Linked DNA regions of Arabidopsis thaliana: region 1 is linked to region 2. Evidence: chromatin contacts called from public capture Hi-C data. All regions are on one chromosome and are shown on one strand. The core of a region is the stretch at or near the end of the contact, and the rest is flanking DNA. Distances in the headings are between cores, read along the strand shown. Region 1 holds the start of MRE11 (DNA repair and meiosis protein (Mre11)). Region 2 holds the start of AT5G53930 (transcriptional regulator ATRX-like protein).

Region 1 (6,237 bases), core at 3,009-5,508, 140 kb after region 2:
ACATTTCGCTGACCTTTGAACTCCTAACAAGTACCAACACGCTCCTGCCGCCTGTAGTTCATAATTAATAGCTAGTAACACATAATTTTGGCAGATTAATAGATTTTGGATTTGTATTATAAATTTATAATTGATTGCATTTGTTGTACGGTTAATGATTGATTAAATTCTCGTATGATGTTAAGTCAAAGTTGATGAGTCATTGAGGGAAAATAAAAATGAACCGTTAAATTTATAGTATTTGAAAACAAGAAGCTAATGATTGCATATTTAATAATTACAACTTAAGACTTTCGTAAATTAATCATACGTAAAACCAAGGCACGTTGTGTTTAGTTTCATCAAATAATTTGATTGCGACTTTGTGATGGAAAGAATCATACCTTCCTCCTAACAAATCTATTCTTATTTTGGCATTTTCTGATGTATTCTTTTCTTTTAAAAGACTCCCACAGCAATGGAAAAGGTCCATGTGAAAATATTTTAGGTATGATATCTTAAATAATCTTACAATCAAAACCTTATAAAATATAATTATTTGGCACCTGAAAATCAACACTTTCTCATTGAATTAACTTTTCTAAAACTTTCCACACAAGAAATGAAGCATTAAAAGCATCTAACTAGAGTTTTTTTACAGTAGCTATTGACATAGCTATTGAAATTTTGTATTTACCAATATGTTAAGCAATACAAAACAGTTTATCAAATAACTTACATGAGCCGCGACGAAATAAGCGATCATGTTGAGTGCAATGCCCCACCAAACGGTGCCGAAGATGTAACCCGAGAGAGTAGCATTGCGGCGGAGATGGCGGATTGAGTGATATATTTTCGGTAGATATTGGAAGAGGAATGTTACAAGCAAAACTGACACCACTAAAGTCACAGAGCCTCTCTTTAGAAGAGAAGGTATCACTACCCACAACACCACCTGCTCACAATATTTATTCATAACTTTTAATTAAATAATTGTAACAAGAAAACAAAAATGTACAATACGAATAGATAACTGAAAACGAATGAACTGTATTATTTTTGGTCCACACACGAACATGATTAGGTCAGACTAAGTGAGAGTTCTTTCAGACCATATAATTATTTAGTTATAATTTTTTTTCTAGATTACTCAATTTTAGATTTGTACTAAGATTTGATTACTATGATTATGCCTTTAAACAGTATTAGTAGTTGTAATCTTATTTGAAGTTTAGTCACTATCTAAATGATAGTAAACTTTGGAACATTTAAATGTGTTATGTGTGCATATAAAATGAAAAATCTGCCTCGACTAATATAATGGAACCATCTCAGTACAACCACTTGATCTACATCTAATTTTGGCATATTATAACTATATAATAAGTAAGCAATATTTTAACTAATCCAAAACTTCACATAGTTTTGCACGATGAGTTTCTTTTTTTGGTATAAATTTTGAAATTTTCTCCATGGATTGTTCTGTAGTCTAGGAAGAAATTAAGATAGAAGCTCATACGAATGATTACATCTAATATAAAAGACACTTCAAAACAATTAAATCAGTTTTCTTTAAAATAGGAATATTAAAATATTGGTTAATTACTAACCTGAGGTAATGGTAATATGACGAAGAGATCGAAGAAGAACCCATTCTTCTTAACGTAAGGTGGAGCAACCCTCGTAGAGCCACGTGTCCCTCCTCCTTTGTTGGTATCGCCGTCGCTATCTCCGCCGGGATAAGGCCACCGGCGAGCAATCTTGAACTGAATCCAAATGTTCCAAAGGTGCAAAAGATCGGTCATGGAGCGTAAGGCAGTGACGGTAAGAGCAAGCCAACCGTCGACGAGGAGACACATACACGTGTCGCTCACTGATAGGGTATAGAGAAAAAGTGGGTCTACGAATAGACCCGTTGCGCATACAAGGAGAAAGACTTTGTTCCATTCTCGAACCCATTTGGATCTCGGGTCAAGTATTCGACCCAACATCATCCATTTGTTGTTATTACTTGACCCGTTTCTTCTTCCTCCGCACGTGAGCCCTATACGTGGGTCTTCTTCTTCCTCTTCTTCCTCCTCTTCTTCGATTTCTTCCATCTCTTCTTCTTCTTCATCTTCCTCCTCCGTGTTATCTTCTTCTGAGTAATATCCAACGCTGCTTGAGTCACGTGAGAAGCGTGATGCGCGTGTGAATTCTTGTTCTGTGGCCATTGAAAGTACTAACGCATGCAACACAGAGAGAGATAGTTATTTTGTGAAGGTCGACAATGGAGAGAAATCTTGGAGATGAACGTTGTCTTAATTATGAAGAAGAATTTTCTAAAAATGTAAAAGAAATGACATAGTGCTATTCAAATTACCATTATACCCTTGCGAGTTTTTGTTATACTAATAAGAAACTATATAATTAGGAGTTTAGTATGTTGAAGAAGAATTATTATACGATTGAAAGTAATTGATTAGTAGCAACGACCAGCAATTATAAGCACAAACATGTAACATTCATGTACCAAACATGGAAAGTGAAGGATCATTCTAAGTTATGAATACAAAAGAAATGTAAAGACAAAGAACAGTTGTAGTCTTTCTATATGTTAGGAAATGCCTAAAACACTATCTTTAATATAGAGTTTGCAAGGGAAAAAAGAACACCTAGCTAAAAACAAAATGAACACTAATGCCAGTAGTATTTGATTAAACACTAAAAACAACTTCTTGAAATACAAATGAGTCCTTTTGTTTCTTCTATAATCATTTCTACAAATAATGAAAGTTAAAAGTCAGTGTTTAGTTTTTTTTTGGTATCCCAGTCAAAACTTGAGGCTAAGGGGTGTTCATGTAATTTGACAAACGTAAAAGCATAATGAGTTTGAATAGTTTGGTCTCATTCGTAGAATCGTAGATACGTTCGAAGCAAATAAATAGAGAGAGAGTCTTTTTTTAAGAAAAAAAAGGAAACAAGTTTTGGTACTTTTGTTTTTCTTGATAATACGTTTTGTTATTTTCTTTCGCCATCGAAGGAATTTTTTTCCTTAAGGATTTTGAACTCTTTTTTCTTCTTATTTTTTTTTTCAGAGCTTTTTGTACCATATATATAATATAAGAAGCAAACAAACATCTAGATGTTGAATGTGATCCTTGTCGATTCAATAATGTATGATATCATCATTATTGATCCCGTTAAATTAGTAAAAAAAAAAACAGCTGAAACAAAAATACTAACAGAAAACTGAAATTGTACCATATAAGCTAATTGTATCTAAGAGATGTGCAATATTTATTAATTGAAGAATAAACCACTATATACATGTGTATATATACTTTTACCGATACATTAACTTGAATAGAATAACGGTTTCAACAGTGAACATAACACTGTTAAAACAAAACACTAGACATTGTATTCATTAGATAGACGCAATTTTTTCGAGAAGAAATAGGTGCTCATATAATATAATCAAATGAGAAAGCGATAAATTTAGGACTGGTTTTTACCAACTCGTAGACAACAAGACCAAATAGGGTTAATCTGTATGCATGCTTGATTTGGATTCATGCATGATAATTTGGATATGTGAGTGACGTAATGAATTTTAGCGACACACAAAAACTTCAGTAAACAGTATACTTATTTCATATATTCTTAAGCACATGGAGTTTATTAATTCAGCATATAAAAACGAATTATATAATAGAAAAAAGTGGAAGATAGAAGATATGTGTTTGGCATGAGTCACATGAAATGTTCATTTTTGTTGGGTTGTTATGTAATAAAAGTATTTTGAGCTTCTTTGTTCACTAAACTCCAACATAGTAATTTGTCATTTCTTAGAATAAGTACATCTCTTACATATGGCAATTCTAACCATCACTCTCTCTAACCTCTCCCCACCTCATATTCCATCTTCTCACTCTTTTATCTCTCTTTCATTATTATTATATCAAATTGTTTTTAGACCGTTTCTCTATACATATTCGCTGTTATTCTCTTTGGCATATTTCCTGAATTATTTTAGTTATTTTCCCTCTATTTATCATGATATTAATAATATATAAAAGCAAAATAAAATAAAATGGGCCGAGGCCTTAAGCCCATTTTTAAGATTGGGTGAAGCATTTATAGTGGCCTCGAGTTGGAAAAAACCAGAACCAAACCAATTATGAACCGTTTGATTTTCATGAATAATCAAACCGTATAACATTTTAAAGTTTGGGTATATTAAGACAAAACGAAACTAAAAGAGGGACCATACATGTAAATATATATTCCTTTAGAACTTTCGTCTCCCTAAATTTTTGGTCATTCACTCTCTCTCTGTCGCCTCTCGCTTTGAAATTCCCCGCGCCTGTCTCTCCTAATCATAGTCTCGCTTACCTCCGTCGGATTCTCTCTATTTCCGGTCACCGGAGCTCCGTCGGTTCACTTTAATCCGTTTGAATACCAGGTTAGGGTTCTATTTTCCACACAGCTGAGAAAATGCGAGAACTAAAGAAATTTCTCGAAACAGTCCTAGTGATTAAATTTGGTTAGTGGCTTTCGGATTTAGGAGAAATCCTTTAGTGGAGCTTCATTTTATAGTATTGAAACTGTTTAATTTCTAATTTTCTAGCCAACTTTGAAGTACATTTTCGCTTTCAAATCCGAGTGATTTTGATCCTCGGGTTTTGATTTTGTTACTTAGGTTTTCTATTCATAGAATCAATTTCAGACCTGATTTCTGTTGTTTTTAGGAACTAAATGACGATTTTGGTTTATCAAATCCACATTCTTTAGGGTTTTAGCTTTTTTTCAGTATGTTTTAGTAATAAAGGCTGAATGGATTCAATCAAAGATATGTGCTTGATTCTTATCTGAGATTACTTTTCTTAGTATGAGATCATGTAAATTTTTCGTTTTGGTCTTTTTCAGGTTTACTTACTGAGCTGCAAACACTTGGCATCATGTCTAGGTCAGCTTTTGGATTTGTCTTTACACTCTTTCATGGATATATTTATACATGTTTAACTCTGATATATATGCTGCGCCAGCTGTGTATTAATGGATACTGACTATAGGAAAACTAGATGTCTAAAGCTTTATTGAAATGAACAATTTTTTTTTTTCATTTTGTTTTTTGAAAAACTTATGAGTGTCAGTGTATGATTGTAAAACTTGACAGGGAGGATTTTAGTGATACACTTCGAGTACTTGTTGCAACTGATTGCCACTTGGGCTACATGGAGAAGGATGAAATTAGGCGGCATGATTCATTTAAGGCTTTCGAAGAGATATGTTCTATAGCTGAGGAGAAACAGGTCTGGTATTCAGTATCTATCCCTTGCCAGTATTATCTTGCGTTTGAATCATCTAACATATTATCTTAAATAAAAATCTTCTCCCAATATTATGAGTAGTAAACAGTGTTCTACCTAATTTTAACAAAAATTCAACCAATTGCGAGGAAGAATTCTCAGAAAGTTTCATATCTTCTTTTTTCACTCTTTTGAAACAGGTGGACTTCTTACTCCTCGGAGGTGATCTTTTTCATGAGAATAAACCCTCTAGAACTACGTTAGTTAAAGCCATTGAAATTCTTCGTCGCCACTGTCTGAATGATAAACCAGTGCAGTTTCAAGTAGTCAGCGACCAGACAGTAAATTTTCAGAATGCGTGAGACTCTATCCTTTCTGCTATTAATCTAATCATAACAGGAAATAATTTCAACTGAACTAATTAATTGGCAAATTGGCTCAAATTCGTGTATAGATCTACGTATTCTTATTAATCCCTTGACATTATTTTCTGGCTACAGGTTTGGTCAAGTCAATTACGAGGATCCACACTTCAATGTAGGCTTGCCCGTGTTCAGTATTCATGGAAACCATGATGATCCAGCCGGAGTGGTACATCACTTACATCTGCATGCTCTTGTTATGCAAACTCATTTGAATAGGTATATAGAACTGGATTAGTTAGTGAATAGGTATTTTATTGTGTTTTTGTTCTATGTCTCTTATGGCTACAGGACAATCTTTCTGCAATTGATATTCTTTCCGCATGCAACCTTGTGAACTATTTTGGAAAGATGGTTCTTGGTGGTTCTGGTGTTGGCCAGATTACTCTCTACCCTATACTTATGAAGAAGGTTGGTGTAAAGAATTTCTAACCTAGACACCTGGCTCCCCCTGACTTCTTGGACTATCATTTAATCAAATTAATGTTTAGGGCTCAACAACCGTGGCTCTCTATGGTTTAGGAAACATCAGGGATGAACGT
Region 2 (6,239 bases), core at 3,611-6,110:
CGAGAGCTTCATCTCTTGATTTTAGTATATTTTCTTATGTTTTCCGTGTATCGACTTTAGCTTTTCAATTTGTTTTCTACGGACATTGTATTATACAATGAAAATAATAGATAAGTTCACAAACGTTATGTTGGTTACGTCTACAACCAAAAGAAAACAATGTTATTTGTAAAGGTTGGAAATTTGAGTGTTCTACGAGAAAACAAAAGTATATATATGACGCAACCTAGATTTAGGATAACCACTCAATATTTGTATTTAATTTTATTCATAGTAATAATATATTTAAAGCGTATCCTATTTTGATAAAACTTATCTTTCAGGATTTTCATGGTTTTCAGATTAAATATTAAATATATACTTTATATTTAAGGTTTCTTTTTTTTATTATGTATATCTTTGTATAATTAATTAAACCCTAAGCTTTTGTGTGTCTATTTAGACGAAAATATCTTTCTATCTACATTTTTGGAAATTTCCTCTTAATTTTTCTCTATTTGTGACTTGACAGCGTTTAAATTCGATAATTAGGTGAAAAAAAAAGAAGAAAATGTTAGCTTGGAATTTCATCAAACACTTTCCGTGCAAGAATCTCTCCCGCCATATCCTCAGAGACAGCAGAGTCAGACCTCTCTGCTTCTTCACTTCTTCTACTCCTCCATCCTCCTTTTCAATCTTTGCGTCTCTCTCTACTTCTTCTTCTTCCTCCTCCTCATCTTCGTGCTTCACTGATGAGTCTTTCGCTGCACCTTACCTCTCAGTTCGTATCCACTGTCCAAAACATGCCCTCGTATGTGTATCTCTCCCATTGATCTCTTTTAAGGATATGAGACTGCGATTTGACTCTTTGCTTGTTGGGTTTTTGTTAGGATCCATTCTCGGAGGCACTTTTGTGTTTTGGAGCAAGCTCTGTAGCTGTAGATGAAGCCATCGAAGAAGCCGACCAAGATGAGACTTCTCTTGCTTCAAAAGAGGTGAAAAATCTATGCTTTGATCGTTTTTTGTTCAGCTCCATTTCCAGAAAGCACCAATCTTTTGTATGATTGAACAATGTTAGAGCAAATTGATGCATAAAAGGAACGATTTTGCTCTTAGGAAGCATCTTAAGGGTTGATCTGTCTATATTCTTGTAGTCTCATCAATCATGCTTGTGCTCTTTGGTATTACTCTCTGCAGATATGTATAGAATCAATATTTCCAGTGCATGAAGAGGTGAAAATGTGCATTTCACAAGCTGCAAATTCCATAGGCTTGAAAGAGATACCCAAATTCAAAGTTGAAATGGGAGATGAACTTGACTGGATTACCAAAAACCAGGTGAGTTCTGAGTTTAACAAAGAAAGGATCATCATTTCAGTAATTGCTTTCATTTAAGAAAACTTGCATAGTTATGCTCAAAACTCAGCGCAAATACTATATTTGTTTTGCGGCAATGTCACTTGAAGCTAATATCTTTTGAATCATATTTTGCAGGATTTGTTTCAGCCTGTTGAAATCGCCGAGAGACTTTGGATTGTACCTGAGTGGACATCTCCTCCTGTATGTGTATAAATCAATATTCTTTAACAAAACCATTGCACTCATTTGGATTCTTGTTACTCTTTTGCCTTAGTTGACATAACGAAGAGCGGTCTTAGGGTACTGAATTTGCAGAATATGAATCACCCTCTTTCTGTGTCAGCTTATATAGAGGGATATAGAAAGTTATTATGTGTGGTTTTAAAGTACTCTTTCACTATCCTTTGCAAGGTCGCTGAAGCGGTAAACATAATTCTGAACCCTGGATTTGCGTTTGGGACTGGAGAACATCCTACTACTAAGCTGTGTCTATTGCTTCTACAAAGTTTGATAAAAGGCGGAGAAGCTTTCCTCGACTATGGTACCGGTTCAGGAATACTTGCAATTGCAGCCCTCAAGGTAAAAATCTCACGCCTTTGATCTTTCAAAAACCAATCATTACAACATAAATCATCTTATTTAAATCTTTGTGCATCGCTCATTTAAATTTGCAGTTTGGTGCTGCATCATCCGTTGGTGTTGATATTGATCCTCTAGCAATAAACTCTGCAATTCATAATGCAGCTCTGAACAACATTCCGTTGGAGAAACTGGAGCTGCACCTTGCACCTATTGAGAATAGCTCTTCTGGAAGAGAAATACCATTGCAAAAGGAACAGTTTGATGTAGTCATTGCAAACATACTCTTGAACCCGGTTATGAATCTGGCGGATCATATCCTTTCATTCGTGAAACCTGGGGCAACCATTGGCATTTCTGGTATCTTATCTGAACAGGTAAATAAAGAGTACTGTATTGTTATAACAAGCAAGCAAGCTACCTGCAAGTCATAGGAATTGAAAATTATACTGTAAACTGACTAATTCAATGCTCTTTTTGCAGCTTCCAAATGTAAGAGAACGGTACTCTCCCTTCTTGGAGGACATTTCTGTAGCCACAATAGGTGATTGGGTATGCATGAGTGGTACCAAGAAAGAGGAGTTTATTGATAACTAATCATTTCTTCAGTGTTATATCAGAAAACAGACAATAACATAAAAAGCACTAGTAAAGCAAAGGTAAGAACAAAAGTGTCTAATCATCAGACATTAAGAACATATCAGCCTTAATGGAGTTGTGTAAGAGGTTACAACTACACATGATATGAAACTTAATGAACTCTTCATTGTTGTATTCAAAGTTTCAAGTCTATGATAATAAAATTTGTGTTGTCACCAACTCTGGTTATAACCATTGTATTTAAATTCTACAGAAACAAAAAATCTGTCAACATAGACTATCTTCATGTCGTCGCTTCACCTGTTGAGTTTTCTTCTACCCAAAGAAGAGGCCTTCTTAGGAATGTAGACCTTGTAACTCACCTGAACACAAATTTCAAAAGAAAAATGTTAGGACTCAAATAGACATACCTGGAAACTACAAGGAAATCAATATTTCAAGAATTGCAGAAACTTTACCTGAACCATTTCTCCACCCCTCATCACAGTCATCGTTTTCTGTTCGTACTGTGACTCATCTTTTGTTTCATCAATTGTTTTCTGTTCAGACTGAGACCCTCCTTTGACTTCATCTACCTCCTCAGTGTCAGCATGAGAAGAAGACTCTGCGTTGAGCGTAGAACTAACTTTTGTTGGTTCTATGTGTTCACCTTCATTCTTTGTTACCAAAGCTAGAGTACTTTCTAAACAATTCTTGTCAACGGTACTGCCATCAATGCTCTCTGCTTCAGCATCTTGGCTACCACTAGCTTCTTTCTTGCTAGCTAGATTTAAACTATCTTTACTCAATACCGGTCTAACCAACTTTCGTTTGGTTGTACAAGAGCTAAGACCAGAACTAACTTTAACCTTGGCAGTATCACCAGACTGCTGATCTTGTTGAGAGGCAGAATTAGCCAATGCTGTTCCAGATTCCTTAACATTAATAACATGTAAAATCTTTTCTGAATTCTCAAGATCTTTGCTTACAGCAGAATCACAAAGTTTCTGCTCCATGAGATCATGGTCTTGTGACTCAACTTTTTCAGATTCAATTTGCATAGGTTCTCCTTCTGAAACAGAAGACACCTCTTTTTTAGCTATTCCACTCTTTTGGGTCACTCCACGAAATCTTTTAAGATTCTCCAGAGCTCTTTTCTTTAGAATGGCTTCCAAATCATCATCTTTCAAGCTATTGTCTGTATGAGAAACTTTGCTAGTTTCAGATTTATTATATTCCCCAAATCCGTTGTCATCAGCACGAATTCTAGAATAAGAGTCAATAGATTCACCATCCATCTCATCAGAGTCCTCACTATATCCTAACTCTCTATTGCCACCACCGCGTGTCATATAGACATCACGGTCATCTTCTTCCTTTCTCTCACCATTCCCATAATTATACGATACAACAACAATCGATTTAAGCCTTCTAGGATTCTTCTCAGGTATAACTTCATCTTCCCCTTGCCAGCATTCATCAGGTTCTTCACTCTCTCCTTCCAACTCATCTCTACTTCTACTCCGGGAATCCTTAACCTTACCAAGTCTTCTTCCTCTATCCCTAGACCATCTCTTCCCATCATCACTCTCACTACCGTCATTATCACTCTGCTCACTACTTGTAGAGCTTGAACTCAAATCTCTCTTACGTCTCTTTCTTGACACAACTTTCTTCTTCTTCTTCCCTACGTTTTCATCCTTCCTCTTAGATCTTTTCTTTTTCTTTAAAAGACGATCATCATCACTATCATCATCACTCTCACTACTAGAGTACCTCTTCCGTGACCTCTTCTTACTCAATTTAGATCTACGCTTCTTCTTTCTCCTGTAATCATCTTCTGAACTAGAATACAAAGAGGAATCTGAACCACTTGATTCACTCTCATCTTTAATCCGACGAATCTTCTTTGATTTGTTTCTCTTACTCTTCTTCTTCTTCACCGATCGCAACTGCAACATTGTAACATGATTCATCAAACCAACAATCCCTAATTAAAGATCAATACTTTAACACAAATCAAATCAAAAGTTTCGATTTTTAATCTCATGGATCTAATTTCAATACATGAGAGGATAACGGGTCAGTCATAAATCCATTCAATCGCTAGAAAAATCTCATCTTTACGAAGCCATAAGAAACAGAGAGAAAGAGAGAGAGTACCTTATTAGACGAATCTTTGATTATCTTTGAGGACGATGAAGATTTGCCCATTGTACTCTCGAGTCTCGATGGTAACGCTTTGGCTTTCTCCTAATCTCTATTACTCTGCAAAACAAAAAAGAATTGAGGAATCGTTAAGGTTTGAGAGAGAACACGAACAGTTTTGTCTTCTTTAACTAATGATGGCTTTGTCCCTCTTTACACATGTTAATGGCTATTGAACTTATAAATAAATAAATTTTATCAATATGGGAATGGAAAAAAAAAAAAAGGAAATGTTTGATTTGGTTGGAATTGGATGACAAACCCTAACTTTTTTAAGAAAGTTTCCTAATTAGTACCTAACAGAAGAGGACTTTTCCTTTTTTTCTTAAGGATGTTGTTAGTAAATACTTTAAGAAATTTGGTAAAAAATCTCAAAGACTTTTATGAGGTTTTATGTTTTCTCTTAAGAATAGTTTCCTACAATTTACTGGGGAAAAAAAAAAAAACTATACAATCGACCTATCTTGAGATCGCCGTTTCAATAGTCTTTTCTAAGAAAATCGAATAAATAAATTCTGATCTAAATTCAAACCTAATGGTAATAAAAACACATAGTCTGCTAATTCATCTGCTAGAAAATTAGTTTCTGTTTTTGTATACACGTAAAAAATATGGAGTATCATCCAATCAGTTTATGAGATTTATTATGAGATTTATTGGTTAGTAAAACTTTTCATTTAGTGAGAACCCAAATACGAATCATGTGTTATGAGTTATTCGTTTAATGAGTTTTTATTGGATTTAAAATAAAGATTCGAATTCACATAAAATTTCTACGAGATATAAAAACAACACAACAAGTTTGATACACATCTCTATAAACATGCTACAGATTTCTACACTAACAAGCTCTGCTCTTGACAAACACACAGAAAAAAGGTAACATTTAAGAATCTTCTGTGTCGCTTGTGCTACCATGAGTATCGATATAAACCTCAGTTGATAAATCGATTTCATCCACGATCCTTCCTCTGTAAAAAAAAGGATTGCAATAAACCAGAGTTTATGGCTGAAACCGGACCAGTGAACTTTAGAAGAGAAGATGTTATTACCTTTCCAGAACAAATTTGCCTTCTTTATACTTCTGAGCTTTCTCGTGCGCTGATTCCTACAAACAAGAAAGCAACAAAGGTGACATCAGAAACTGCTCTAATGAATCGTGCAAGTGAGACCATAGAGAGAGGTGAGATTTACGTATTTCCAGCCAACATTCTGTCCACAACAGCAGCAGAAAATGTCAGCTACGGTGTGCATACCGGAAAGCATCAGTCTTTCCTCTAGAGGACCCATACTTATGTTCACCCTAAAATTCAAATTTAACATTGGAATCAGCTATACTACATATCCAACCTGATTGCAAAAACCTCGCATTAGAGAAACAAGAACACTGTATCGATGCAGAGAAACTGAAGCAAAGGCAGAGAAAACACTAGTTTGGAGTAATCAGCAAGATTCAGAAGATGATAAAAGCTAAAAGACAGTTTCCATCTACAAGTTATATATACAGAAACTGATAGCAACAGAATACTAGAATC

The links. Capture Hi-C pulls out chosen DNA fragments and counts their contacts.
Region 1: a contact with region 2 is called in a capture Hi-C map of seedling, with 2.0 times the contacts expected there. The contact joins the promoter of MRE11 here to the promoter of AT5G53930 in region 2.

The regions. Positions count from the first base shown.
Region 1 is chr5:22,027,780-22,034,016 of TAIR10.1, forward strand. It overlaps MRE11 (DNA repair and meiosis protein (Mre11)), which reads left to right and starts at 4,259. Exons shown (of 23, transcript NM_124806.2): 1 at 4,259-4,426; 2 at 4,891-4,930; 3 at 5,141-5,276; 4 at 5,474-5,631; 5 at 5,774-5,864; 6 at 5,987-6,106; 7 at 6,187-6,237. The coding sequence starts at 4,923. CNGC4 (cyclic nucleotide-gated cation channel 4) reads right to left here and starts at 2,281. Exons shown (of 9, transcript NM_124805.3): 1 at 1,590-2,281; 2 at 719-934; 3 at 1-51. The coding sequence starts at 2,192.
Region 2 is chr5:21,891,574-21,897,812 of TAIR10.1, forward strand. AT5G53930 (transcriptional regulator ATRX-like protein) reads right to left here and starts at 4,861. Exons shown (of 3, transcript NM_124772.3): 1 at 4,660-4,861; 2 at 2,976-4,448; 3 at 2,659-2,879. The coding sequence starts at 4,710. The coding sequence ends at 2,814. It overlaps AT5G53940 (Yippee family putative zinc-binding protein), which reads right to left. Exons shown (of 5, transcript NM_124773.3): 3 at 5,899-6,007; 4 at 5,757-5,812; 5 at 5,414-5,675. The coding sequence ends at 5,591. AT5G53920 (ribosomal protein L11 methyltransferase-like protein) reads left to right here and starts at 410. Exons shown (of 7, transcript NM_124771.3): 1 at 410-790; 2 at 870-974; 3 at 1,177-1,317; 4 at 1,474-1,539; 5 at 1,750-1,917; 6 at 2,013-2,294; 7 at 2,401-2,694. The coding sequence starts at 551. The coding sequence ends at 2,514.